7 separate regions of the Mus musculus genome follow, and regions 1, 2, 3, 5, 6 and 7 are each linked to region 4. Evidence: chromatin contacts called from public HiCAR-type, HiChIP or PLAC-seq and promoter capture Hi-C data. All regions are on one chromosome and are shown on one strand. Each heading gives the region's core, a stretch centred on a gene start, on an enhancer-like site or on the middle of the called end of the contact. The rest is flanking DNA. Distances are from core to core; before and after follow the strand shown. Region 1 holds the start of Shmt2 (serine hydroxymethyltransferase 2 (mitochondrial)). Region 2 overlaps Lrp1 (low density lipoprotein receptor-related protein 1). Region 3 holds the start of Inhbc (inhibin beta-C). Region 4 holds the start of Gls2 (glutaminase 2 (liver, mitochondrial)). Region 5 holds the start of Dctn2 (dynactin 2). Region 6 holds the start of Pip4k2c (phosphatidylinositol-5-phosphate 4-kinase, type II, gamma). Region 7 holds the start of Lrp1 (low density lipoprotein receptor-related protein 1).

Region 1 (4,023 bases), core at 568-3,067, 670 kb after region 4:
CTCCTCAATAAAACAGCTGGAGATATGATGGCTCAGCGGTTAAGAGCACTGACTGCTCTTCCAAAGGTCCTGAGTTCAATTCCCAGCAGCCACATGGTGGCTCACAACCATCTGTAATGAGATCTGATGCCCTTTTCTAGTGTGCCTGGAGACAGCAAGATTGTACTCTTATACATAAAAGAAGTAAATAAGTCTTTTAAACAAACAAAACACTCAGCATACATACATAAGCCCCTAGATTCTATCTCTAGCACTGAAAAGGAAACAGAACAAAGACCTCACAGTGAGCACAGTGGTGGCACACCCCTTCAGTCCCAGCACTGGGGAGGCAGAGGCAGGCAGAGCTCTGTGAGTTTGAGCCAGCCTGGTCTACACAGAGAGTTCCAAGACAGCTAGTGATATACAGTGGAACCCTGTCTCCAAAAACCAAAAAACAACTCCACCCCACCTCCCCCCAAAAAAACTGAACCCAAAAACCACCACCAAAACCTGACTCACAGGGCTATGTCTCTGTCTCTGTCTCCCTCCTTCCCTCCATCCATCCCTCCCCCCTCCCTTCCCCCCTTCCCCCCCTCCCTCCCTCCCTCCCTCCCTCCCTCCCTCCCTCCCTCCCTCTTATCTGGGTATAAGAGAACAAAGTGAAGTGTTTCGTGTTGTCTGGGTCACTATTAGTGAGCCCCTTGTGTCTCCAGGGCTAAGGCATGGCTAAATGTCTACTGAATGAGTAAAGGTATAAAATGGCTATCAGAGGCCAATGGTTCTCAAAACCACTGCTTCCTGGAATCCCCAAGAGGTTTGGTTGTGTGTCTCTGAGCAGAGGCCTTAAGAAGATGTCCTCAAGCGGTGGTGGCGCACGCCTTTAATCCCAGCACTCAGGAGGCAGAGGCCAGCAGATTTCTGAGTCCGAGGCCAGCCTAGTCTACAGAGTGAGTTCCAGGATAGCCAGGGCTACACAGAGAAACCCTGTCTCAAAAAACAAAAACAAAAAACAAAAACAAAAACAAAAAAACAAAACACAAAACAAAACAACCCCCCCCCCAAAAAAAACAAAAACAAAAAAAGAAGTGGGCGACTGCTGGGGAGTAAGGGAGATGTAAATAAGAAACGAATGCAAACCGTGTGAGAAGAGGAGGGATGGCTACTCTGCTCTCACCTGACAGCTGGATAGACACAGAGGAGGCAGGCTGTGAGTCAGGGGAAGAGGACAACCCACCGGAGCCAGCGTCCGAATGCGAAGTTTCATTTAATCCCTTCTACAAGCTCTTTGTGTTGGAGTGGGCAAAGTGTGACAGGCTCATCTGAGGTCCACTGTCCTCTAACTTCACATGTAGCTGAGGCTACTAGCCTTGACCTTTCAATCTCTCTGTCTCCACTTCCCTAGTACTGGAATGACAATGTCATGGTTTAACATTGGAAGAAACGGAGGACTTTGTGTTGTAATCCTAAAGCAAGGATTTGAGTCTTTTACCCTTTCAAACTATATCTGCTTTCACTGTGTGTATTTATCTTCTAAATATGTTTTAAATCTCCCTGAGAACCATATGCTAGATATGCTTGGTAGGCATAAACCACACGAAAATAAACAAACAAACAAACAAACCAAAAAGCGCTTGCCTGGAAAACCGGAAGGAAAAACAAAACAGAAACTCTGAAGAGCTTCAAGAAAGGACATGGAGGAGCTTTAAGTCTAAGAACTTTTCAGGCAAAGCTCTCCATACCGGGACTTGTATAGATGGGAAAGAGCAAAGTAAAAAACTACAATTCCCAGAAGGCAATTTTTTAAAAAAACCCAGTACTGCGCATGCGCAGGGAACGCCTCTTTCACTCGAACTTCACGGGGGCAATTTTCTCGCGCACGCGTTCTAAGAGCAGCTGGTTTTCGACCCCGGTACTACACCGATACAGAGTTAGTGGCTAGTCCTCCTGTGCCTCCTGTAGCGATGGTATCCTTCTCTTTGCTTCGGACCACTCGGGTAAGAACAGGGTTCTGTTTACTGGATGATCAGTGGAAAGGCCCACCCAAAGTGGGGTTCTCCTGGCTCCTTGCTGCACGTGTTCTGGGGCCTCGGGGAACAGATGCTTAACCAGGAAATCCCTGAGACAGCACATGTGCGGTGGCTGGGCCCCTAGTTCTGGCGATCAGACGACCTAGGTAGGGTCTTGTAGTCACCCAGTTGACACGACTCTTAAGGTAAAGGTCCGCAGACGCTGTGTTAACAATATCCTAGCAAACAAGTGGGGTTCCCGGCTTCGATGCGCTAGTTGAATTTTTCCCGCCAGCTCTGAGCTATGGAGATGATGCAACCGAGCCTCAGTACTTTCATCACGCAAGGGTCCTGCTGCTGTGTGGGCAGGAAGGAGGTAGCGAGGTGCTGTGTGTGTGTGTCTGTGAGTGTGAGATAAAATTAAGATTTTGGGCAAACACCTTCAGCCTACCCCAACTCCCGCCAGTACACAACTCTTTCCAAGAACTGCTTAAAAGTCTATCCTCCTACTTTTTAAAGGTTGCTCTGGAAACCACCCTTTAAAAGCCTCTGGTGTTAAGCCCTGTTAGCTTGGTATCTTCTCTCATGGAGGTATTCATGTCCGGAGGCCCTGCAGGAAGTCCACCTCTTATGTTTATGAATATTTTAACTGCACTGTGTGTGCACTGCGTGCATGCCTGGGTACCCACAGAGGTCAGAGGAGGGCATCAGATCTCTTGGAACTGGAGTTACAGATGGTTGTTAGCTGTTTTGTGGGTGCTGGAAGATGAACCGCTGTCCCCCACAAGAGCAGCCAGGACCTTAGGATGGTCATTTTGTTCCTGTGTGTGGGGAGACTCTGGAATCGCAGTGTCTCTCACCTGAATTGGAGGGACATGGGCTTCTGGGGCACAAGCTTTGCTCTGTGACTTTGCAGAGTCACTCAGGGTGATTAGGGATGCGTTGTGTTAGAGTTGACCAAAACTGCCCTTTGGATAATGATCTGAACCTTTGACTCTAGAACTTGCTATTCAAGATGAAAGTGGGGGTAGAGAGCACTGACTGCTGGCCGGACCAGGCTGCGTACTTAGCCAGAGGGCTCGATCTGTACCCATGACTGAGGGCAGCTGGGAGAAGAGATCTGGACAATTTTTAATTAACCCTGGCCTTTCTGCCCTGAGCCTCTGCAGAGATGTGGTCAGCTGGTCTGCATGGCTGCCCGGGCCCAGCACAGCAAGGTGGCCCAGACGCAGGCTGGGGAAGCAGCTGGAGGTTGGACGGGCCAGGAGAGTTTATCAGACAGTGACCCTGAGATGTGGGAGCTTCTGCAGAGGGAGAAGGACAGACAGTGTCGCGGCCTGGAGCTCATCGCCTCAGAGGTAGGACGTGAGGATATGGGTCAAAGAGCGCGAGCTACGGTGCGCGCAGGGAACACCACGTCACCTGCGGTCACGGTAGTGACTTCTCCACGCCTCCCTGTCAGATTCAAAAGAGCTTTTTCCTGGGCCTTTTCCCTCTTCTCTATACTGTCCTCTGAAGCATAAGGCAGGACCAGTTTATGGGGCTTGAGCATTGGGAAGCTTCTAGAGCCATGTAGCGTCCTCATCTCTTCCTTAACCTCCTTCTCTCGTCAGAAGAAAGAGGAACCTGGAAGCACGGGTTGAGTGGACAGGCGGCCCTACTGGGGCCACCCGTCATGGCAGCCGAGTTTCTGAGAATGTTGCTTCTGGTCCCGCCCCATGTCTGGCGAGGAACACAGAGCCTTTGGCGTATCCCGTCTCACCCCTGCAGCCTGTGGGCTCTGGCAGGGGCGGGGCCGTGGGAATCCAGGGGAAGGGAGACCCCATTGCCTTCTGACACTGCCCCCCCACCACCCCAGAACTTCTGCAGCCGAGCTGCGCTGGAGGCCCTGGGGTCCTGTCTCAACAACAAGTACTCGGAGGGTTACCCTGGCAAGAGGTGAGGCTAGACCAGAGGGCTGGAGGGCAGCAGCAGGGATGGCAACCCCAGTGGCGGAACCTCCCTGAGCCCCGTTAGTTTTACTGAACAGCGGCTGCCC
Region 2 (4,074 bases), core at 876-3,375, 620 kb after region 4:
ACGGGGACACCGACTGCATGGATTCCAGCGATGAGAAGAGCTGTGAGGGCGTGACCCATGTTTGTGACCCGAATGTCAAGTTTGGCTGCAAGGACTCCGGTGAGAGGGGGCAGAGCAGGGCGGGGAGCTTCATGAGTAGGAGGAGGCCATCTTGAGGATGTAACAGTGGCTTGGTGTTATGTAGAGGAAAGGGCAAGAAAGAGCCAGAGTCTGTATGAAAGACCCCGGGAACCCAAACCCTGGCCAGAATCGAGCACCGGCACCTTCTGCAGGTTCTGCACCTTCTTCGTTAGCTGTGTGGGTTTGACAGAAAAGGTTTCAAGGTTTACAGTGGGCTCCTAAGCACTTCAGTGAAGACATTCTTAGCTGGGTCTGGGCAGGGCACAGTGAGTTCCACTCTCCAGGCCTGGTTCCTCATTCTGTCCCCATCCTGGTCCCTCAGCCCGGTGCATCAGCAAGGCGTGGGTGTGTGATGGCGACAGCGACTGTGAAGATAACTCCGACGAGGAGAACTGTGAGGCCCTGGCCTGCAGGCCACCCTCCCATCCCTGCGCCAACAACACCTCTGTCTGCCTGCCTCCTGACAAGCTGTGCGACGGCAAGGATGACTGTGGAGACGGCTCGGATGAGGGCGAGCTCTGTGGTGAGGCGCCCATGCAGGGCCTGGGGTTGCCCAGCAGTGGGGAGAGGGGAGGTCTTGTCCAGGGTAGGACTATAGGAAATGATCTGGGGCAGAGGAGGCACTGACCTAGGACTTGCCTTGGCCCTGCCTGAGGTGACAACTCCTGTAACAATTACTTTACAAAGTGGCCCAGGTAGACAGCCACTGTCTGCCACCAACTGAGGAAGAAGAAGCACAGAGCCCTTAAATAAACTAATCCAGGGCCATCCCACTCTGAAGGCAGGGCAGGGAGGGAGCCGTTAAGACTCCTGACCTGGGTCAGACACCCTCAGTCAGACCACTGAAAAGGGAGGCCAGGCTGGGGGTGAGGCACAGGGTTGAGGCATGATTTGAGCTGACTTCTGGAGGAGGGAATTTAACTGGGTTCCCGGAAATGGGCAACGTGTGCAGAATGAGTGAGGAGGGTCGAGGAGATCTGAGCAAACCACACCGTCCCAGAACAAACAAGTCATCTGACTTCTGGGAAAGAGGAGTGAAGGGTACAGCCATCTGAGGCTGGCCCAGAAATTGCCACCGTGGGGCGTGTTGGGAAGGTCAGGGCATTCCCCTCTGCACCCTGCCCTGTGTCACACGTGAATCGGGAGGGATCAAAGAAAGGGCCTTGACCTGAGTATCCTCCCAAAGAGGAGGCAAAATGCCCAGGTCCCAGCCATCGACGTGAGGGCATCGAGAGCACACAGGGGTAAGGAAAAAGGATGATGGTCCTGGGTGTCAGGTTCTAGTGTCCCAATCCTGATCCTAAGAGAGACTGGGAAGGAGACAGAGGCTCAGCAGGGCTGAGCTGTGGTTAGGGCTCCGGGGCTCAGAACAGGATAAAAAAAAATGTGAAGGCCTGGCAGGGCCATGTCCTGCTTCCTCCCAGATCTTGACCCTATCTCTTTCCTGTCCCCCAGACCAGTGTTCTCTGAATAATGGTGGCTGTAGTCACAACTGCTCAGTGGCCCCTGGTGAAGGCATCGTGTGCTCTTGCCCTCTGGGCATGGAGCTGGGCTCTGACAACCACACCTGCCAGATCCAGAGCTACTGTGCCAAGCACCTCAAATGCAGCCAGAAGTGTGACCAGAACAAGTTCAGTGTGAAGTGCTCCTGCTACGAGGGCTGGGTCTTGGAGCCTGACGGGGAAAGCTGCCGCAGTCTGGGTAAGACGCAGTGGGGTCAAGGTGAGCCAGCCAAGCAGGCCTGGTCACGCGCCTGAGCTACAGTGGGCTGAAGGCCAGGGCTAGCAGGGACGCTGTATGTATATCCCAGGACAGGGTGGCACAGTGAGTGGCTCTAAGCCCTTCGCTGACCTGAACACTTGCCTCCCTCCAGATCCCTTCAAACCGTTCATCATCTTCTCCAACCGCCACGAGATCAGGCGCATTGACCTTCACAAGGGGGACTACAGCGTCCTAGTGCCTGGCCTGCGCAACACTATTGCCCTGGACTTCCACCTCAGCCAGAGTGCCCTCTACTGGACCGACGTGGTAGAGGACAAGATCTACCGTGGGAAACTCCTGGACAACGGAGGTGACTCTTTGGGCCTGGGAGAGTTGCCAGGATTGTACACAGATGGCACTTGGGTACTCAGGGTCACGGGCCCAGATTCAGGTGGCCCCGGAGCTGAGGCTTCGGCTGCCCATCCCCCGTGTGCCCCCCCTCCCCCAGTTAATTGGGTTGGATTTTGCTGTGGGTCTCAGAGCCTGATGCCCCGTAATTATCGTAAGCATTGCTGCTGCCTGATAATTAACAAAATGATCACCCTTTCTTTGGAACGGCCTGAAGCCTGGTTCCCCAGTCTTGGAATTTTGGGCTTAGAAGGAAAATGCCATGTAGGGATGGACCACCTCTGTCTCGGGGTAGCCTGAGCTACACAGGCTCAGTATTAAGCATCTATTGCGCTGGATACAGCAGTGATCAAGACAGATAGTTTTAAGTTGTGTGTCAGGGAGGGTCCCTGAGCAGAGGCAAGCAAGAGACATGTTTTAATAGAGGAGTTTGTGTTGTTTATTATAAAAGAAACTTGGAAACATCTCAAATGTCCGTCCTCAGGAGAATAGTTACGTAAACTGAGCTGTCGTCACATGACAGTTTCTAAAATAATAAGACACACGGACACATTAGTGTAGAGTGTCTTCAGGACATTCAATGGGTAGTTTCTAGCACGTTCCATCATCCTTATAGTATGTCCAAACATGTTCCCAGAAGCTTCCATCAGCCCTGACCTCCTTGCCCAGGTTACCCCACCTCAGAACAGTACATACTCAAAGTGGCTGACCTCACCCCCTCCTCCAAGAGCCCCCTTTCCCACCTACCTCCCAGGAGGAAAGAGGCCTGGGAGAGGAGAGTGGGAGCCAGGCCCTTCAGCTCTCTGGGCAGAGGTGTCAGGGTGAAGGTGGATCATTGAGGGACCCTGAGATCCATGCCTTCGCCAAGCCCCGGCCCAGGAGTCTCTAACCACCTGCAACCTTCTCTTCCTAGCCCTGACCAGCTTTGAGGTGGTGATTCAGTATGGCTTGGCCACACCAGAGGGCCTGGCTGTAGATTGGATTGCAGGCAACATCTACTGGGTGGAGAGCAACCTGGACCAGATCGAAGTGGCCAAGCTGGACGGAACCCTCCGAACCACTCTGCTGGCGGGTGACATTGAGCACCCGAGGGCCATCGCTCTGGACCCTCGGGATGGGTAAGGACTCTGCCCCACCCCCACCCCCTACCCACCCCCGCTCCGTAGCTCTGTGTTCAGCCTGGCCAGGGACACCTGTCTTCTTGGTACTGTTGACTCCCCCAGCTTATCTGTTGTGTGACCACCCCATCTTTGGCCCTCCTCCCTTCCTCCCTCCCTCCCTAGGATTCTGTTTTGGACAGACTGGGATGCCAGCCTGCCACGAATCGAGGCTGCGTCCATGAGTGGGGCTGGCCGCCGAACCATCCACCGGGAGACAGGCTCTGGGGGCTGGCCCAACGGGCTCACCGTGGATTACCTGGAGAAGCGCATCCTCTGGATTGATGCTAGGTCAGCAGCATCCGGGCAGGGGAGGGACAGGACCAGCATGAAGAAAGATGAAGCCAAGAGGAGGATGGGGGGAGGGGAACTGACAGATGAGAAGGAGCAGGGTTGTAACCTGCAGTCATCCATCTACCCTCCGCTCTTCTCATACCCCGTGTCCTCTGCTGAGGGCTCTGCCTGCCCAGGGCAAAGAGAAGGTGCCTTTTCCTAACTCACCCTGGAGCTCCAAACGCCAACTGTAGCCCTGGGAAGGAAATCTAGAAGATTCCCTTGGGGAGGGCATAAGGCTAGGATCCCAACCCATGCAACCTTGCTTTCTCTCTTCAGTCCCAGGCAGGACTTGGGAAGGGGAGTTCCCTGGTGTGTTGAGTTGTGAGGATGAGGGAAGGTGGGCACCTGGCAG
Region 3 (3,643 bases), core at 406-2,905, 820 kb after region 4:
CCTGTAATGAGATTGGATGCCCTCTTCTGGGGTGTCTGAAAACAGCTACCGTGTACTTACATACAACAATAAGTAAATCTTTTAAAACAAAGAAAGGGAGGGAGGGAGGGAGGAAGGAAAGACGGAAGATCAGGGTCATGAACTGGGTGACCATAGTACACTAAGGGAGAAGGGTTGGAGCTTTACACAGTCACTAACACAGACACTAACACTGTGGTGGATGGTCTAGATAACTTGTCACCATCAAGGGACCAATAGTCAGAGAACTCCTGAATATCCCCCACAACGTCAGCTCAGCACAGTTCCCGCTTGTACAGACGTCCATTGGCCCATATTTCCATCTCTCCATCTATTGAGAGATAGTCCTCTCCCTTTCCTGCAATCCTGTGTCTTCTAGCTCAGCCCAGAGGCTCTCCTAGTCTCCAGCAGCTCTCCAGCTGAGTTATTAACATGTAACCACCCACGGTGACTCTTTGTATCCATGTCAGCTCTTGGCCTCTGTATTCAATAAGGCTCTGCAAAGAGGACTGTTGATCACCAACAGCCTTGCAGGCTATCTGGGGAAACTAGAATCATTTGGTAAATTGCAACCAAAGAAACTGACATGCTTGCAAACCTATTGTTTTCTCAACAGTTCTCACACGCCCACCTATGTTTCTGACGGGACACACTAAGAACATCTGGTTTGGACATTTCTTTTTCTCTCCCCTTTCCTTAACTTTCAGATGGTAACTGTGACTTAGTGGGCAGAATCCAACCTGAACTAACAAAGAAGGTTGGGCTGAAAGCCCTAAGGAGGAAAATCCGAGCAGTTGGGAAGCAGAGGTGGCCTGGTCTATAGAGTTAATTCCAGGGATACATAGGGAAACCCTGTCTCAAAAAAAAGAAAAGAAAAGAAAAGAAAAGAAAAGGAAAGAAAAAGAAAAAGAGAAGTGGAGGAGGAGGGGAAGGAGGAGTGGGGAGGAGAAGCGAGGAAGAGGAAACTTTAAAGTGCCTCTTTTTTTTTTTTTTTTTTTTTTAAGAGTCACCATTTAAGCAGGTGTGGTGACATATACTTTTATTCTCAGCACTTACAAGACAGACACAGGTAGATCTCTGTGAGTTCAAGACTAGGAGGGTCTACATAGCCAGTTCCAGGCCAGTCAGGGCTACACCATGAGATCCAGTCTCAAAAACAAACAAGCAAGCAACAACAAAGAAGTCAGCCTCTTAACTGGACACGGTAGTCCATGCCTGTGAGACCAGATTTGAGAAGCAGATGCAGAAGTTCAAAACCAACCTCCACTATATAGCAAGATCAAAGTAAACCCAAGCTGAGTGCAAATCTGACTCAACCACACACCATGCACACACAAAAAGTCACAATTTTTTTTTTCTTTTTGAGACTGTTAAGTCCTGACTTCTGGTGATTATCCAGCCTTAGCCCCTGAAGTAACCGCTGCTCACAACACTTTTCCCCCAGGCTTCACAGCAAGGCTCTAACCTTTGTCCCCTGGTCTGGCAGCTCATTTGGCTAACAATCTCCCAACAGAAGCAAGAGGCAGACATTTCTTTCTTCAAACAATCCACACAACCCCCTCTGTACTTTCACTGGCTACAGGAGAATACTGCCAAGTTCCACCTGAACTGGCTTCATTTTTCACGCCAGATGTTTGGCCGCTGTATCTCTGACAAAAAGGAGTCATGCCAGTCGGAGGTCAGTCACATTCCTCCCAGGGTCCCTGGTGCCCAGGACAGAGTTGAAGCCACTCCCGTTGAGACCCTGAATATAGGCTTTGGGTCCTTTAAGGAGGCTATCCTCCAGCAATGGCCTCCTCCTTGCTCCTGGCTCTTCTGTTCCTGACTCCAACCACAGTAGTGAACCCCAAAACTGAGGGTCCATGCCCAGCATGTTGGGGTGCCATCTTTGACCTGGAGAGCCAGCGGGAGCTGCTTCTCGATTTGGCCAAGAAAAGTATCCTGGACAAGCTGCACCTCAGCCAGCGCCCCATACTCAGTCGGCCAGTGTCCAGAGGGGCTCTCAAGACCGCGCTGCAGCGCCTCCGCGGGCCTCGACGGGAAACCCTGTTGGAGCATGACCAGAGACAAGAAGAATATGAGATCATCAGCTTTGCTGACACAGGTAGGTCCATGGTCCGTAGCTCTGGCCCCAAACCTGACCCTAGGAAGGAGAAAGTCTCCTCCCTAGTTAGCTTCTGACTTCATCCTCGCCAAAAACATCCTGCTTGCACACTCTGCGCCTGCGCACCCGGGGGCTCCTACGCCTCAGGTTCTCTAAGTTAGGTCAGGTTCACTTGGTGGGAGCTGGGAGCTGTTGGTTTCACTTCTTTAGAAATCTCTCTCTCTCTCTCTCTCTCCTTCCCTCCTCTTTCTCGCCCCCCCCCCCCCCAATCTATAACCCTCCCTGTGTGAGCCTGCCCAGTCCCCAGGCCAAGGGTCGATTACTGGGCAGTTTGTGATTTCTCTGACTCCAGGATCTATCAATCACCTCCTCTTCCTCGAGAATACCCCATGTCTGTAAAGAGAGAAAAAGTAAGACACCAAGATTATAACATCTCTCCGCACCTCAGGTCCTCACATCAGACAATGTCAAATAAAAACTCAGAAAGAGGTGTGAAAGATAAGGGTAAAGAAATTCAGGCCTACAGCTGGGAGGTGGTGGCGCACACCTTTAATGCCAGAACTCAACTGGGGAGGCAGAGGTAGGTGGGGGTCTCTGAGTTCAAGGCTAGCCTGATCTATAGAGCAAGTTCCAGGACAGCCAAGGCCACACACAGAAATTCTGTCTAGAAAACAAACAAACAACGGATAAAAGATAAAGAAAGAATTACTTCCATAGCGGAGAGAGCTGGAGAGAAGATGAGAACTTAGAAGACTTAAAAGCTATTGCAAGCTCACTCGCTCTCTGGTCTGGAAGACGGTGCCACGCGCCACACCATGCTCCTAGCCGCTTTCCCCTGACTGATTGGCACCTACTTTCTTCCCCCTCACGACCCAGCACAAATTATGCAGCCATCGAGCCTGGGCTCCCATTCTTTCAGAGCCACTTATTAGCTGAGTGACCTGGGTAGTTAATAGCCAGTTTTCTCACTCGTAAATGAGGATAATGAGAGGATAGCTTAGAGACTTAAATGGGTTAATATATAATATAAAGTCTTTAGAATGGCAAGAACTAGGAAGGAGCAGGAAATAGAGAGGGCTCAGCTCCTGTCCAGGAAGACTCTCTTCCCTCTGCATCTTCCGTGGCAGAGAGACACAAGGGAACTCTCTGAAGTGTCTTTTAACAGGACAGGGATCCCCTCTCCAGCACTCCACCCTCATTACCTAGTGTCCTTTTACGGGCAACACCTCCTGATACTGTCGCTTTGGGATTCTGATTTCAACATGATTTTTTTTTCTTTTTTTGACACAGGGTCTCCTTACATAGCCCAAGTTTGGCTCTGACTGGCCAAACACAATCTTCCTGCCTTAGCATCCCAAACACTGGGATTACAGACACGTGCTCAGCTTCAACAAGGGAATTTTGAGGGGCCACAAGCAAATAAATAAGCAAGTAAATAAATAATAATTCATAGCAGCCTTTTCCCACAAAACCTCTGACCATTCCAGCCCAACCTTCATTAAAACATGGTGGCTGGACTCC
Region 4 (3,769 bases), core at 1,076-3,575:
CACACACCTTCAATCTCAGCCTTGGAAGTACTGGGAAGAAGAGGTAGGAGGGTATTTGTCAGTTTGAGGACAGTCCTGAGTGAGTTCCAGGACAGCCAGGGTTACACAGAGAAACTTTGTCTCAGAAAAAAGAAAGAAACAAACAAAAAGTATCAAGTGTTTTAAACTTCTGAGCCACCTCTCTAGCACCTATCACAGTATTCTTTTTAAAAACAGAATAAAACGAAGCTAAGTATTTTGGTTTTATTAGGTGTTTGTTTGTTTGTTTGTTTGTTTTAAGACAGGGTTTCTCTGTGTAGCCCTGGCTGTCCTGGAACTCACTTTGTAGACCAGGCTGCCCTTGAACTCAGAAATCTGCCCGCCTCTGCCTCCCGAGTGCTGGGATTAAAGGCATGAGCCACCACGCCTGGCAAGTATTTTATTTTTAAGTGTTTCCTAAGATTTGTGTGTGTATGAATGCCCATGTGAGTCCCTGGGATTTACAGATGGTTGTGAGCCATCACGTGCTGTGCTGGAAATCAGATCCAAGTCCTTTGCCAGAGTAACAAGTACTCTGAATGTCTGGGTCTGAAGCCCTAAACTATATACTTTTAAATAATCAGAATTATTAGAATTAATAATCAGAATGTATTTCCTCTTTGCCAACCTCCTTTACCTTCCAAAGGGAGCCAAGGTTTAAGACCTTTACCAATTAGTTCCCTGGAACACAAGCAGCCACAAAAAACTAGGTCTCCTACAAATATTCAGTCACATCCAGGTAGTAGTGCCATATGACTTTAATCCCAGCACTGGGGAGGTGGAGGCAGATGGATCTCTGAGTTTGAGGCCAGCCTGGGTTACAGAGTGAGTTCCAGGACAGCCAGGGCTACACAGAGAAAGCCTGTCTTGAAAAAACAAACAACAACACAATTCTGTCACATACTGCAGTGAATTGTGATGCGTAAGGAGGACTCAGGGATGCCTCTGGCTCCTCACCCCAAAGGTCTTACAAGGGAACGGATAAGCAAATGGTATTTGCTTACCCAACCATATTTATTGGTGTTGAGGTAGTTTGCTGTGTCAGTCTGGTTCATTTAATTATGGTGTGCATATGTTTCTAAATATCACTAAGCTGATATGATAGGGAAAAAACGGTCCATTTCCTATACTGCCATAATGAGGCAGGAGCTACCAGGACAACGTCCAGCTGGATGTCTGAGGATAACAAATTTCATGCTTTGAAAACACTCCTCTTGGGGCTGGAGAGAAAGCCCAGCTACTAAGCATTCCTGGGCAATGTATGCTGGGGGGGGGGGGGTCGACTTCCTGGGTTGAAGATGGCCCCAAAGGGGAAAAACACTTCAATTTAGAGAGGCAGAGCAACGCAATAGCTGACTGGTTTAGGAACTGTCTCACAATTTTCTCATTTATGAATAATCAACGCATTCCAAAACCAAGTTGGAAACTTGATTATCAGTGTTTTGCCAGCATATAAGATATTCCACGGTTAAGCTCTGCTACAAAAACACTCCGGACACATACGCACCTACGTGCGCATCAGCAATGACGCACACCGCACATTACCCACTGACGACAGGCAGAGACAAGAAACCCCACACAGTCAGACCCAAGCGCACTTGGACCTGGGGCAGGAAGCTGTTCGATATCCACAAAATTCCCTAAAATACTGGGACCAGAGAAGAGAGGCTGGGGATGGGCAGGTGTGCACTCGGCCCTGCACTCAGACACGTGCACCAAGCAACACTCCGCGCCCATCTGCGTTCCCAAATAAGTACGCACCTTGGACAGGCATCATCTCGAAGACCGACCTGCCCAAACGCCCTCCCGGGCGGACAGCACCTGACCGCCCGAGCGCGGCGGACAGCACCTGACCGCCCGAGCGCGGCGGACCCAAAGCCCCACATCTAAAGGAAAAGGCATCGCAGGCTAGTGAGCGCGGAGAGGAGATGAGATGCGCTCGCTCTCTGGGGAAGGGGACTCCCAGGGAGCTAGCGAGAACGACAGTGGGAGTGGGAGCCAGCCTGTCCCCTGCCCCTGTCCCGCGAGCCTTACTGATCCGAGTGCTGCGGCTGGTGGCTGTGCGGCGTCCCCCTGCCCTGCGCTGCGGCCTCACCGAGGTAGTACCGGACGCCCCTGCCCAGAAGCGGGCCCCGGCTCGGATGACCCCAGCCTCCCCGCCGACCGTGGCTGCCCGCGCGGCTCAGCGCGTTCTGCAGAGCCCTCATGGAGCGCATGCCCCCGGCGCGCCACCCGCTCGGCCCGGGCGCTCCAGACGTGCGAGCGGCGGCGAGGAGGGAGGGGCGGAAGAGTGGCGGGCGAGACTAGGAGCCCGGGAGCAGTCCTGGGGCCAGTGGAGCCTGCGGGGGGGGGGTGGGGGGGGGAAGGACCGGCCCGGTGGGAGTGGTTGGGGTCCGGGGAGGGGCCAGTCCGGGACGACTCGGATCCCGCAGGTACACCCATAGTCCCCTCACAGCCTCCAGCCAGGAGCGCCACGGGTTCGATTGAGGAGAAGCTGGAGGCGGCTGGGTGGGGAGGGGGCGTGGTCTGGAGTCAAAAGGGACAGGAACCGCGTCCAATCACTGAGGAGGAGGAACGCTGGGAGGCGGGGAAAGGCGCGGGAGGCTGGGACAGTCGGGACACCGGCGCGCGTCAGAGCTTTGGCGGGGAGAGGATCGGCCTCTGCGCAGTCGGAGTTCGTGGAAACGCGCCAGGGCTGGGGACGACGGAGTGCTCTGGTGCAGATGAAAACGCCACACTTTCAAAGAGAGATGAGAGCGAGCGGGATGCGGGAGCCACGTAGTGACCTTCCATGTTCGAAGGCCAGGGGTGGCCAGTGCACACTTACAGGCAGGCGGTGCGGGCTGCAAACACCCCAATCACGGATGCGCGCTGGCGCTGAGTGGACAGAAAGACGGTCCAGAAGCAGCCCGCCGCGCTTCATTGCTAGGCGTCATGGAGCCCAGGTTCTTAGGTCATTTGGTGGCTGCGGAGGACTTATAGTCTCTCTCTAAAGTTCTCTTTCTCTAAAGTTCACGTATTAAAATAAGCCAGTGAACTCAAAATCTTCCCCCCCCCCACCCCCCCCAGACAGGGTTTCTCTGTATAGCCCTGGCTGTCCTGGAACTCACTTTGTAGGCCAGCCTGGCCTCGAACTCAGAAATCCGCCTGCCTCTGCTTCCCAAGTGCTGGGCCGGCTGAAATCTTTTTTTATTGTTGTTTTAGAAACAGGGCTTTGAGATATAGCCCTTGTTGCCGTAGTACTCAGTTTGTAGCCCGTGTTGGCCTTGAATTCGTGGCCAACCTTCTACCTCAACTTCTCAAGTGCTAGAATTGCAGGGGTGTGCAACACCACACGCATGCCGGTGCGCGTGCACACACACACAAACACACACACACACACGACAAAAAAGCAAAGAAACACAAAACATATACGTGCTCCCCCAATTGTTTTTAGTTTTAAGACCTGGCCTCTCCGTATCTCTTAGAACTTACGAGCTAGACCAGCCTGACCTCAAACTCTCAGATCCACCTACTTTAGGCTCCAGAGTGTTGGGATTAAAGGTGTGGTCTTGGTTTGTAGTGGAGAAAATGCACAAAATTTAGGAGAATTAAAAATGTGGTGGTCAGCATTCCTGGAGTCCCAGCGCCAGGGATGTGGAGACAAGTGGGTCAGTAGTTCAACGTCATCTGAAAGAGTCCAAGGCCAGCGTGGGCTTCGAAAGCTTTCACTCACCTGACCTCAGCCCTCACAGCACTTTGACTTAGCAGG
Region 5 (3,663 bases), core at 847-3,346, 930 kb after region 4:
ACAGTCATGTAAAAGGGCTCCTTTAGGGCATCTCTTCCTCTGCAATAAATTCCTGGTTAAAGTGTGTGCCCCGCCCCCGACTCCTTAGAGCACACAGAGCAGGCTTAATATATTACTATCGTCTTTTCTCGGCTGATTACAGTATTTATGTTATTCCCCAAAATGATCTTGGTCTGACCACGCGTGTGGTTTTCTGACATTTCCAAGTCATTTGCTTCCACCTTCCCTAATGGCTGCTACAGTTCAAATTCAAGTTCTTGCTAAATACTAATGAGAACTTAATTTAATGAGTGAAATATCTTATAAAATAAAAAAGGTCGGACTGGAGAGATGGCTCAGCAGTTAAGAGCATCTGGCTGCTCTTTCAGAGGTCCTGAGTTTAATTCCCAGCAACCACATGGTGGCTCACAACCATCTGAAATAGAATCTGATGCTCTCTTCTAGTGTGTCTGAAGACAGCTACAGTGTACTCATATAAACAAAATAAATCTTTAAAAAAAAATGTCTACTCCAACCTTAAACGATTTACTATGTTCAAGCTTTATAATTCAATGCACAGATTAGACCCTGGGGCCTAACTAATCACTAGTCCAGAATGTAACTGCTTTGAGATATCTCAATTGTATTTAATAAGACTTGGGTTTTACAGGTCTTGTTAGTTGTAATCTCACTGGCTCGACTCTCCTTTCTGGCATTGTTCATTGGTGGCTGCCAGCTGCTGGGCAAGGCCTTTGAAAGCCCTGAGACCTCCACACCACCCAGGCTGGGGTTGGCATACCCACTTATTGTTGTGGCTTGCCAGAGAAGGAAAAGGACCTGCATCTGGGGAGAAAGGTCAGAGTCCAGAGGGATCCTGAGGTAGCACACAGTCTTACCGCATCAAACTCTGCTTGATCATCCTCAGGTAGGTCGCTGGTTTCATAAACGTCTGGCTCATTCCTGGCCTGCAGGGAGAAGCGGTGACCACCCAGACTCATTACCCAGCATTCATCCCTTATCCCATTTCCTTTGAACAAGGCATTGCAAAACCTGACTGTCATTCAAGGATTCCGCCCTCCACCTCCCCTGTCAACTCTATGTCCGTTTCATCCAGTGGGATGACCACAGGTACAAACTGGGATCTGGGATAAAACGTCCATAGTGAAAGAAAGATGCTACCCTGAACATGGCTGAGAGGCCAGTCCTTGGTAATTATCTTGTCCTAATCTGGTGAGGGTTTCTTGAGTTAGGCCCTGCACATCACTGTACAAGGGTTGAGAGTGACTCAGGACCTTAGTTCTCAAGGTCCGGTGTGCCAACCCCCCGCCCCCAACCCTGAGAATGCAGAGAGGACAGCATCAACGGAGGGTACATGCCGGCTTGTGCATGAGGAGCAAGCACACAGGTGCTCGCAATGCACAGAGCTCCCCACTGGCACAAGGTTTCTGCAACAGTAACCTCTTCCCTGGCAAGATGAAGGCCACCAAGTGGCCTGGTGAGTTCGGCTGGAGTCAGGGTGCGGGGGCGGGCAATCGGGAAATTTGGGGCGACAAGGGCACTGTTGACATGGACGGTACAGACATTCGGGCTCAAGTGGTAAGCGCCCGGAGGCGATTTCTGGGCGGAGAAACCGGCTACTGCCAGAAAAAGGGCCCGACGCGGTCCAACGGCCCGGCCCAGTCGGGTCTGGAGTCCAGAAGGTGCTGCGGCCGTCGAAGGGCGAGCGGCGGGGACCCTTGGGGCTAGGGGGCTGCCAGCGGGAGGGGTCGCGGGCTGGCTTCTGTTGGGGGTCCTCGGGAGGTCGGGGGCGCGGTCTGGGGAGCCGGGCCCGGCCCTGTACTCACAATGCCGGGGAGATCGGCGTATTTAGGGTCCGCCATGGCGGCGGCGAGGCGGGGCTGGGGGACCGAGGCCTCGGAGGAGCCGGGGCTGGTGACCGAGTGGGGGAGAGGCTGGGTCCGGGTCCCCAGCAAAGGCGACGATAAGGGGAGCGGCGGAGGAGCAGGAAGTCTCGCGACAGGAGCAGGCCGGCAGGAGGCGGGGGACAGCAAAAGTCGCGAGGACAGCCGGCTACCACACCCCTGGACAGGCTGGGATTGGTGAGAGCGACAGGGAATGAGGTAATGGCGAGGAGACGCCGCCTAGCATTGTGGGATATGTAGTCCCGGTCTTCTGGGGCTTGGGCTGGAAGCGACAATAACAACGTTAGGGAGCTATTGCATACAGTTATCTCCTTTCGTTCTTAATAGTCTATGAAAGGAGTTTCATAATTCCTGCTTTAGAAAACCTAGAGATTGGTTACATGAAACCACACAGCTCGCCACGTTGTAAACAATAGCAAGATTTAGTAAACATTTAAAGAATAGAAAAATGAGGCCGTCTTTTCAGGTTAGGGCTTCTGGACAAAATAGAGGGACCCTAGTTAAATTTTAATTTCAGGAGCTGGAAAGATGTCCCAGGGGTTAAGAGCACAGTCCTCTTGTAGAGGACCTGGGTTCTATCCCCAGCATCCAGATAGTGGCTCACAGCCATTTATAATTCCAGTACCAGGTGCCCTCTTCTGGCCTCTGAGGGCACCAGACACACACGTGGTACACTGACATACATGCAGACAAAACACCCATACACATAAAATAAATAAATAATAACAATTTTTTATTGAAGTTAATTTCAGGTCAACAACTAACAATTGTTAGTATAAGCATGCTTCTTATATTTCTGATATGCATATAATAATCTGAAACCCAAGTTCGTCTGAGGGTGCTATTTCTTCTTCTTTTTTTCTTCAAAAGTCTGGACATCTTAAATGAAAAAGCGCTGGCTCACAGTCTGACTGAACTCTCCATGACGGTCATCAATTTCATTAATAGTTCCCCAGAAATTAGGAGGAAGGAATTTGACACAGGTCTCAAACTGTAGTTCAGGGTGGCTTGGAACTCACTTTTCAGTGCTGGGGATTGAACTCAGGACCTTACATATAGTAGCTTTGTGTCCAGTCAGCAACCAATCTTTCTGGAGGAGAGATACAGTATGGTTAATCCTCTTACTTTGCCACATCAATGCATGACAATAGAAACCCCAATTATTTAATTTAATTTGTTTCTTTGTGTGTGTGGTGTGTGTGCGCGCACACAGGAACGTGGAGATCAGAGGACAGCTGTTATGCATCTGCTTTCTCTCCCCACCATGGGGGTCCTGCAGATCAAACTCAGTCGTGTGGCAAGCCCCTTCACCTGCTGAGCCATCTCACTGACCCATTTTTAAAACAGAAGGAAAGGCTGGGTGTGGTGGCACATGCCTGGTCTAGTGAGTCCCAGAATCTCTATGTAGCTCCAGCTGTCTCAAAACAAGAACAGAAGAGGAGAAGGAGGAAGGGGGTTGGGGCTGGGATGGGAGGTGAGAGACAAATAGAAAACCTACTACGTGCTACTAGAGAAATAAAAAGGTACACTCAGGACAAAAGGAAGTCCTCAAGCCAGACACAGTGCTGTCCACATATATTCCTAGCACTTGGTAGCCTGGGTAGGAATACAGGAACAGGCTAGCCTGTGTAAGGACCCCCCACCCCCCACCCCCCCGGCCAGGTCCCATCTCAAAAATTAAAATAACCGAAAATAGAGGATGAACTGTTGCAGCTGTATAAAAACCTTGTTGGGGGCATGTGTGGGCACACATACCCACTGA
Region 6 (4,120 bases), core at 840-3,339, 980 kb after region 4:
GTGGGAGTTGTTTCTCTCCTTCCCTCATATAGGTTCTGGGGGTAGGCCTTAGGTCATCAGGCGTGGCTTTACACAGACGCATCTCAACAGCGCTGCACCGGCCTCTTTTATGATACTCTGTCCCAGTGTCCTTTGCTTGTTCTGAGAAAAGTCACTCATGACCACAGAGTCCACGGCAATCCTTAAACCTGTATCCCCAGTCCAGATGGCTCTGCTAAACACTGGGCCCTTTTCCAGTCACCACAGCCTCTCGGTGTAGCCACGGCCTGGGACTTCCTCCTGTCCTTTGAATCTCACACCCTCAGTGAATTTTCCAAATTGACCTTGAGCTGTTTTTATTTAGTCATGTGCTTCTTTATTTATTGTGGAACCTGGGAATGAGCCCAGGTCTTGCACATGCTAGCCAAACACTGTAGCACTGAGGGACACTTCCGGCCTCAAACCTTGTGCCTGTAGATGCCATTTCATCTTCACTGGGTTAGCTCACCATCAGTATACGGATTTTGGCAATGTTCGTCATCCACCGGAATGTCAGAATAAACATTCTAGCAGTGTAAAGCAAAGAGGGTCTCCTGTGCCCATGTCCCGTCTCTAGCCTTATGTCTTTATGTCTTCTGTCTTCCTTTTGGTCTTCATCTTTGTATACTGCTCTTTCCCTAGGAAGCCTTTCAACATCTTGCTCTGAATTTACCTTTTCATTTATTTATTTTGGTTTTCCCAGACAAGGTTTCTTTGTGTAACCCCGGCTGTCCTGGAACTTGCTCTGTAGACCAGATTGGTCTGGAACTTAGAGATCTGCTTCCCTCTGCCTCCTAGAGTGCTGGACTAAAGGCATGCACCACCACTGCCCGGCATGTCCTTATCTCTTAATACTGCAGCCTTCTCCTTGGCTAGTCTGCGTCTTTAGACTTTTAATTCCTCTAGGGTAGAATTTTTCCTTTGCTTCAACCAGAGGAGAATCAGCCCCAAAATGGTAGTGGCTTCCAATTATGTTCTCAGTAAATACCTGTTGACTAGATGAATTAATGAACGAATTAAAAAAAAAAATCAACTTGGGGCCATGACCTAAAATTTCATATTTCCAGAAGATGAAGACATGACTTAGCCGGGCAGTGGTGGCACATGCCTTTAATCCCAGCACTTGACAGGCAAAGGCAGGCAGATTTCTGAGTTCGAGGCCAGCCTGGTCTACAAAGTGAGTTCCAGGACAGCCAGGGCTATACAGAGAAACCCTGTCTCAAAACAAAACAAACAAACAAACAAACAAACACCCAAAAAACAAAGAGAGAGAGAGAGAGAGAGAGAGAGAGAGAGAGAAGAAGAAGAAGAAGAAGAAGGAGGAGGAGGAGGAGGAGGAGGAGGAGGAGGAGGAGGAGGAGGAGGAGGAGGAAGGGAGGGAGGGAGGGCTCAGTGGTTAAGAGCGCCGACTGCTCTTCCAAAGGTCCTGAGTTCAAATCCCAGCAACCGCATGGTGGCTCACAACCATCTGTAACGAAATCTGATGCCCTCTTCTGGAGTGTCTGAAGACAGCTACAGTGTACTTACATATAGTAAATAAATAAATAAATCTTTAAAAAAAAAAAAAAAAGAGCATTAGCTCTTCCAGAGGACCATACTTGACACCCAGCTCCCACAACTTCAGTTCGGAGGATCCGACGCCCTCCTCTGGCCTCCGGGGCACTGAACTTACATCGTGCCAGCCAAACACCTATATACATAGAACAATTAAATGTATATATTTAAATTTGTCATGTCTGCAACCCCAACTTCATGGAGTCTGCAACCCCAACTTCATGGAGGACCAATCCTCACTTCCGTAATACCCAAACTTTATACCGAGAATGAGGCAGGGGATAGCAAGTTTGAAGCCAGCCTGGACTAAGCAAGGAGACCGGTCTCAAACAGAACGTTCGCCTACGGACAGAGCTCATCCACTAGAAACTGGACAGAACCGGAAGCGACAGAAGCGCCGCCCTGCACAGCGCCAACCCCGCATCCTTGTGAGTGCAACCCGAGCCAGGTGACCGCCCGGCAGCCGAGGGGGTGGAGCCATCCCCGCCGGCCCCGCCCCGCCCCGCTCGCGCGCCTGAGGGCGGGCCTCCGGTCACATGACGGCTGCGCAGGTGAGCACCGCTTCCGGGTCGGGCTTCGGAGTCGCGGCTAGCTCCCGCTTCCACTCGCTCGGGTGCGCGGGAGACTATGGCGTCCTCCTCCGTCCCTCCCGCCACCGCACCCGCGGCAGCTGGAGGCCCCGGCCCGGGATTCGGCTTCGCCTCCAAAACCAAGAAGAAGCATTTCGTACAGCAGAAAGTGAAGGTGTTCCGGGCCGCGGACCCGCTGGTGGGCGTGTTCCTGTGGGGCGTCGCTCACTCGGTAAGAACCGGCGGGACCCCGGCTCCTGCCCCTTGGCCCGAGGATCATCCGGGTCCTCGCGCTGCCGCCTCTCCCCCGCCCGGCCTGGTTCCCAGCGCACCATTCCCCGGTGTCCCCCGGGGTGGCTTCTGGTGGAGACTCTTGTCTGTCCCCTTCCCCTTTACTCCTCCCCTAGAGTTCCATCTTCACCTGATATCCAGCTCTGTTCCTTGACTCCTTCCTGTCAGGTCCAGCCCCAGGCTACAGGGACTGGCCAGGATCCGGCTGCAGCCAGAGGGACATTAAGGGGAGTGGCTCTGAAGGGTTATTGGTGAGGTCTGGGTGCGACAGTGCGTGAAGCGTGTCTGGGTACTACTGCCTGGCCAGAGAAGTAGTTTGATTTCCTCTCCACCTTGCTTTTGAGCCCCAGCCCTTGACTTTCGAACCTTGGCTTTTTCTGGGAATGCCTCTAGGCTTTTTGGACCTTCTAACCCTGCATGCCCTTTCCAGAGATTCAGCGTTTCAGAGAAGTTACCCCACTCTACCCTAGGGATGCCCTCTCTGAGGTCGAAATGCTAATATATGTCTTTGGGCTTAGCTGTGTCCCCATTGTTGGCTGGAGTGATGGTGTTTGCTATAAATGGAGTCACCTGTAACCAGGGAAAGGTTGAGGAGCCGTGGTGGCAAGGACGTTATTGGTGGACTTTAGGTGCCAGAAGGGGCTCGGAACAGTGCAACTGAGACCGATGGGCCCAGTGCACCTCCTGTCCTGAGGATATCGTGGAGGAACCAAGGCTAGTGAGGCATGGCTGGTTTTCTCCTTACTTAGGTCGGGAGTAGGAAGCATGCAGTTATCTTGAGCTTGACAGGGACTATTTTGATTACCACTTCTTTGGGTTGTAGACATGATGTGTTGTGGAGGTGTGAGGGGGCGAGGAAGAGGCCACATTGTTATGTTCTGATTGGAACATCGCTGGCGGTCAGTTAGCTCCCTTCTGCCTTGGCTGCTCTCAGGGGTATTATCTTTAGCGAGGATTCCATTTAAGGCATTTGCTGTGGGTAAGACTAGTGGAGATAAGGCTGCCCTAGTACCTTCCAGGTGACTTACCCATCCCCGTGGAACATGTACATACAGGGGAGGGTTTTCCCGTAAGACCTACCTCACGCTCTTTAGGCAAAATACCATCAACACCTCGCTTTCCAGCCAGCACACATGAACCTCAAGATTTAGAACAGAGAAACTCCTTGAACATATGTCTTAGCGATGATTCAGCGTGCTTAGCAGGTGGTAAGGAGCAGGCAGGAAAAGCTGAATTTTAGGCTGGGACTCTCAAGTAGCTTTTTCTTTTTCTTTTCTTTCTGAAGGAATATGTTCTGTCCTCTTTCCTACCGAGGACAAGAGCAGTTGCGTGCACTGTGGCATGTGGGATTTAGGTTAGACTGCAACCTTTGTCAAGTGAGAAAATGAGGACAGGCATTGTCTATTCACTTAATAAGCGGTTCAGGACCACTGTGTGCCAGGCACTAGACTAGCTGAACCTGCAAGGTGCCGATTAGACGGGGCCTTGCCCTTGCAGAGCCCAAAGCTAGGGAGAGGGACTTAATATAAGCTGGGGATTAAAGTTTTGTGCAGATGTACTGTTAGAGGCGCGAGCGGGGGACAGGGGTTGTAGTAACACAGATGAGAAAGGACGGATAAGAGTCTCCCCTGAGTGAGTGGGCTGCAAGGTTTGGAGACGCAGGGAGCTTATGCCTCCTGCATCCCACC
Region 7 (3,553 bases), core at 378-2,877, 570 kb after region 4:
AACAGACCACCCCTGCTGAGAGAAACCCTGTGCTAGAAAAAAAAAAAAAAAAAAAAAAAGGAGGAGGAGGAGGAACAGGAGGAGGAGGAACAGGAGGAGGAGGAAGAAGAGGAAGAAGAAGAGGAGGAGGAGAAGGAAGAGGAGGAGGAGGAAACCTTCAGTATATTTCAAAAGGAAGAAAGACATCAGGCCTCTACTTGAGCACAGGCTGGAAACTGGACGGAGGAAAGATGGATCCTGAGAGTCCAGCCTGGGAGACTATACAGTTAGCCTGTCCGTGAGCCGCATAAGCTCTCATTGAAGAAAGGCTCTCAGTCATTAATGGACAAGTCTATTTTCTGCCAGTGACAGGCTGGAGTGTGTGTGGGGGTCACTCCTGTGGAGTTAGTGTACTGGTCCCTGGTCTTTAAAGTTCATCTCTAGCCAGGGATGTCGCCTGCTGAGCTTTCCAGAACTTTCACTTCAGGTCACAGAGAAAGTCAGACACTAAGGGTTACAGTCTTCAAACGTCGCCCACAAGAGGGCAGTGGCCGGAAGCACGTTCGCCGGCCCTAGGAACCGCCCGATGCTTTCTGGACTCCAGAGTACCGTTCCCAAACCGACTGAGACTGGGGACAAAGGTCCGGCACTCAGCACACAGCCCCCTAGGACTGGTGTCTGGTAGCGGAGCTCTGGAGTCCTTCATTCCAACTCCCTGTAGTTTGGCATCTGAAACCCTGACTTGGTGGGAGGCCAGTCAGAAGGTATCAAAAACAAAACAAACAAACAAAAAAAAAATCGAGCCTGACCTCTCAGGGCGAAAGGGGATGGCTCTACCCCAACCCCACCCTCTGGTGAGTCACCTCTCTCCAAACCAGAGCCTGCCTCTCCTGCGCCCCGTGCCAGGCGAGCAGGGCTGGGCGGGTACTAAGGTGGGCTCCATCCCTGAGCCCAAGGCGGGCCGACAAGCTGCAGCGTGTCCCCGCGGGTGTCCCTGTTTACTCTGAGCCCTGGAGCGAGGTGGGGGCGGGTCCATGTGGCCACTCCTTCACTCCGCCTCCTGAGGACGCAGGCCCCAATCCCAGACCGGTTCTTACAAAGTCTCCAAATCAAAGCTCAGCCTTTCCCGCACCTTCCCGGCGGACCGGCCACCCCTGCCCCCACCCTAGGCTAGGGAGGCACTGTCTGGGTTTCCCCAAGGAAATCAGGCCTCCGCCTAGACAGCGGCTCGGGACCCCACTGAGGGGATCTGAAATCCTGGGGTGTGACATAGAGTTTTAAAGAGGCACTAGAGCGCAGCTCTCCTTGCCCCTTACCCCATTCCCACCCTTGGCTCTACCGGCTCTAGGGAGCGCTGGGATGAGGTAGACGCAGTTAGAGGACAGGGTGCCCGGGGACTCCCACTCTCGGACCGCTTCCCAGAACTCCAAAGCTTGTAGCGCCTCCGACTCCCCCTCCCCAGGGCAGCGCGCCAAATCAGCGCATGCGCACTGTCAGGATTGCCGCGTAGCTCTTTCTCCCCCCCCCCCCACCTCTTTTTTTCTTTCCCCGCCCCTTCCCTCCTTCCCTCCTCTCCCTGTCCCCTCCCTCTCCCCTCTGAACACCCCCCTCCCTCCTCCCCCCCACCCCCCCCCCCCGCGGCACTTCAGTCAGGGGAGCAGCGGTGCGAGCTCCAGGCCAGTGCACTGAGGAGGCGGAAACGGGGGAGCCCCTAGTGCTCCATCAGGCCCCTACCAAGGCACCCCCATCGGGTCCACGCCCCCCACCCCCCACCCCGCCTCCTCCCAATTGTGCATTTTTGCAGCCAGAGGCGGCTCCGAGATGGGGCTGTGAGCTTCGCCCTGGGAGGGGGAGAGGAGCGAGGAGTAAAGCAGGGGTGAAGGGTTCGAATTTGGGGGCAGGGGGCGCACCCGCGTCAGCAGGCCCTTCCCAGGGGGCTCGGAACTGTACCATTTCACCTATGCCCCTGGTTCGCTTTGCTTAAGGAAAGGATAAGAATAGAAGAGTCGGGGAGAGGAAGATAAAGGGGGACCCCCCAATTGGGGGGGGCGAGGACAAGAAGTAACAGGACCAGAGGGTGGGGGCTGCTGTTTGCATCGGCCCACACCATGCTGACCCCGCCGTTGCTGCTGCTGCTGCCGCTGCTTTCAGCTCTGGTCTCCGGGGCCACTATGGATGGTGAGTGAGATTCCGGCGGCCCCCATGGACCCCTGGGGGCTCCCCCTCCCCAACCCCCACTCCTGCGTCTGGATGGGGAAGGGAGACGCGGGAGGGGGTGCCTTTTGTTATCCCAGTCCAGCTGACACAGCAGAGGCCTGACTGGGGGCGGGGATGGGGTCTGATTTGGGGGATGGGAGCCTGGGACAAATGATGCTTCCAGGGCCCCCCAGCTCAGACAAAGACCAGAGGCCTGGGTAGGAAAAGAGGGCTCCCCCTTTTTCTGATCTTGGGATTAAGAGGCCTTCTCTTCCTATCTCTGGTACGGGAGGGCCTCTGCCTCCCCTACATCCTCCACCCTCCCGCCCCCCCACCCCCATCTGAATTGTGAAGGAATCCGGATTTGCTGTGTACCGCTGCAAAAGGGGGCGGAGGGCCTTTTGCAGTGGACTCTGAAGGCTGGAAGGCAAAGCCGGCTAGGGGTGCCCTGCTGGCCAAAGGGCAGGCAGGCCGAGAAAGCTGTGGGTGGGGATAGGCAGGGCCCCCTGTTTGGGTGTGGAATGAGCCCTGCATCCCAGGCATGGAGGCCCGGGTCCAGAATCCTGGGCTGCCTGCCTGGGTTCCGAAGTGAGCAGCTCCCCGCTGAGGGCCTCAGTCAGGAGCCCGGTTGAGGGATGGAGGGGTCTGGTGACGCTTATGGCTGGCTTTCCCTTCTTAATTCCTGGGAGCTTTAAGATGAGAGGAAAAACGTCAGATGTCATCATTCTGGAAGAGACTGGAGAATGGTCTGGAACGCTGGGGAGGGGTTCAGAGGAAGCTCTGTCTCCCCGATTTCAGGCTTGATCACAGTTTGGGTTGGAAGGAGAGTTGGAGGTTGGGATGGGGGTTATGACCATGCCCCCAATCCTGCTCATTTAGTAAATGTGTAAAGCCCAGCCCTGTCTCACTTCATACATACACTTTGTATATTAGTTAGGTTTGGGCTGCTGTGTTGTTTTGGGGGAATTGCATGCCCCTCGTCCCTATTTCTGTCAGCTGTTTTTCCTCTTCCATGAGTCCCCAGTTCAAGACTTGCCCAGGCTTCACGCTGGGGTCATGGGGTTGAATTGGGCTGGGTCCCTAACTTGAGAAGGGGTGAGATTTTGTGACTTCCTGTCAGGTTTGCCTCTCACTGAGGACAACAGCTTCGTAGCATCTTACAGCCCTCCTCTGCCTTCAAGAGCTTGCCAGGCCGGGATTGGGAAAGTTTTTCTCTGAAACTAGATTATGTATCCTCCCCCACCCCTGTCTCTAACTTGTTTCAGTTGTGGGAGGAGGACAAGAGGGTCAGGAGGCAGCTGTGCCCAGGAAAACAGTTTACTCAGTGGCCTTCAGTCATGTCATGTCGGGGACTGTCTTGTCTAGCTGCCACCCCTAA

What was found. Promoter capture Hi-C pulls out the DNA fragments that hold promoters and counts their contacts. HiCAR-type assays count read pairs that join an accessible place to other places. HiChIP or PLAC-seq counts read pairs in DNA pulled down with a chosen protein or histone mark.
Region 1: a promoter capture Hi-C map of embryonic stem cells shows a contact between it and region 4, with 2.4 times the contacts expected there. The contact joins the promoter of Shmt2 here to the promoter of Gls2 in region 4. A contact is called at or near these places in 13 of 39 promoter capture datasets (the 3T3-L1 cell line, the C10 cell line, cranial neural crest and 7 more), 2 of 484 Hi-C or Micro-C datasets (both in embryonic stem cells), 2 of 115 datasets of contacts at active chromatin or transcription factors (embryonic forebrain and pancreatic cancer cells) and 1 of 9 other capture datasets (liver).
Region 2: a promoter capture Hi-C map of stem cell-derived epiblast-like cells shows a contact between it and region 4, with 2.5 times the contacts expected there. The contact joins the enhancer-like site here to the promoter of Gls2 in region 4. A contact is called at or near these places in 5 of 39 promoter capture datasets (the C10 cell line, hippocampal neurons, liver and 2 more) and 2 of 115 datasets of contacts at active chromatin or transcription factors (forebrain and pancreatic cancer cells).
Region 3: a promoter capture Hi-C map of liver shows a contact between it and region 4, with 5 times the contacts expected there. The contact joins the promoter of Inhbc here to the promoter of Gls2 in region 4. A contact is called at or near these places in 8 of 39 promoter capture datasets (cranial neural crest, hematopoietic stem and progenitor cells, hippocampal neurons and 4 more), 1 of 484 Hi-C or Micro-C datasets (liver), 1 of 115 datasets of contacts at active chromatin or transcription factors (embryonic hindbrain) and 1 of 9 other capture datasets (pancreatic islet).
Region 5: a promoter capture Hi-C map of pre-B cells shows a contact between it and region 4, with 5 times the contacts expected there. The contact joins the promoter of Dctn2 here to the promoter of Gls2 in region 4. A contact is called at or near these places in 7 of 39 promoter capture datasets (embryonic stem cells, fetal liver, hippocampal neurons and 4 more) and 1 of 115 datasets of contacts at active chromatin or transcription factors (bone marrow-derived macrophages).
Region 6: an H3K27ac HiChIP or PLAC-seq map of embryonic stem cells shows a contact between it and region 4, with 3 times the contacts expected there. The contact joins the promoter of Pip4k2c here to the promoter of Gls2 in region 4. A contact is called at or near these places in 3 of 39 promoter capture datasets (the C10 cell line, liver and pre-B cells) and 2 of 115 datasets of contacts at active chromatin or transcription factors (both in embryonic stem cells).
Region 7: a HiCAR-type map of astrocytes shows a contact between it and region 4, with 2.5 times the contacts expected there. The contact joins the promoter of Lrp1 here to the promoter of Gls2 in region 4. A contact is called at or near these places in 7 of 39 promoter capture datasets (cranial neural crest, frontonasal cranial neural crest, hippocampal neurons and 4 more), 1 of 15 datasets of contacts at CTCF or cohesin (large pre-B cells) and 6 of 115 datasets of contacts at active chromatin or transcription factors (astrocytes, bone marrow-derived macrophages, craniofacial prominence and 3 more).

What each region holds. Positions count from the first base shown.
Region 1 is chr10:127,520,238-127,524,260 of GRCm38.p6, reverse strand. Shmt2 (serine hydroxymethyltransferase 2 (mitochondrial)) reads left to right here and starts at 1,817. Exons shown (of 12, transcript NM_028230.4): 1 at 1,817-1,973; 2 at 3,146-3,343; 3 at 3,844-3,923. The coding sequence starts at 1,941.
Region 2 is chr10:127,574,557-127,578,630 of GRCm38.p6, reverse strand. Lrp1 (low density lipoprotein receptor-related protein 1) reads left to right here. Exons shown (of 89, transcript NM_008512.2): 21 at 1-99; 22 at 443-643; 23 at 1,576-1,821; 24 at 1,994-2,191; 25 at 3,143-3,347; 26 at 3,513-3,677. Among named protein-coding and RNA genes, the nearest start is that of Gm16217, 20 kb to the left of the region's middle. Within about 2 kb of position 2,125, at least 44 of the 459 cell types and tissues checked have an H3K27ac peak or open chromatin away from gene starts, as enhancers often do. A contact at or near this core is called in liver, pancreatic cancer cells and stem cell-derived epiblast-like cells, where this site is marked.
Region 3 is chr10:127,368,560-127,372,202 of GRCm38.p6, reverse strand. Inhbc (inhibin beta-C) reads left to right here and starts at 1,655. Exons shown (of 2, transcript NM_010565.4): 1 at 1,655-2,122. The coding sequence starts at 1,807.
Region 4 is chr10:128,193,191-128,196,959 of GRCm38.p6, reverse strand. It overlaps Gls2 (glutaminase 2 (liver, mitochondrial)), which reads right to left and starts at 2,325. Exons shown (of 18, transcript NM_001033264.3): 1 at 2,053-2,325. The coding sequence starts at 2,234.
Region 5 is chr10:127,264,695-127,268,357 of GRCm38.p6, reverse strand. It overlaps Dctn2 (dynactin 2), which reads right to left and starts at 2,096. Exons shown (of 14, transcript NM_027151.2): 1 at 1,824-2,096; 2 at 876-944. The coding sequence starts at 1,859. It overlaps Gm40800 (a long non-coding RNA gene), which reads right to left. Exons shown (of 2, transcript XR_872171.2): 1 at 3,657-3,663; 2 at 2,614-2,991. It also overlaps a transcript of Kif5a not described here.
Region 6 is chr10:127,209,591-127,213,710 of GRCm38.p6, reverse strand. Pip4k2c (phosphatidylinositol-5-phosphate 4-kinase, type II, gamma) reads left to right here and starts at 2,089. Exons shown (of 10, transcript NM_054097.3): 1 at 2,089-2,373. The coding sequence starts at 2,200.
Region 7 is chr10:127,619,222-127,622,774 of GRCm38.p6, reverse strand. Lrp1 (low density lipoprotein receptor-related protein 1) reads left to right here and starts at 1,627. Exons shown (of 89, transcript NM_008512.2): 1 at 1,627-2,157. The coding sequence starts at 2,088.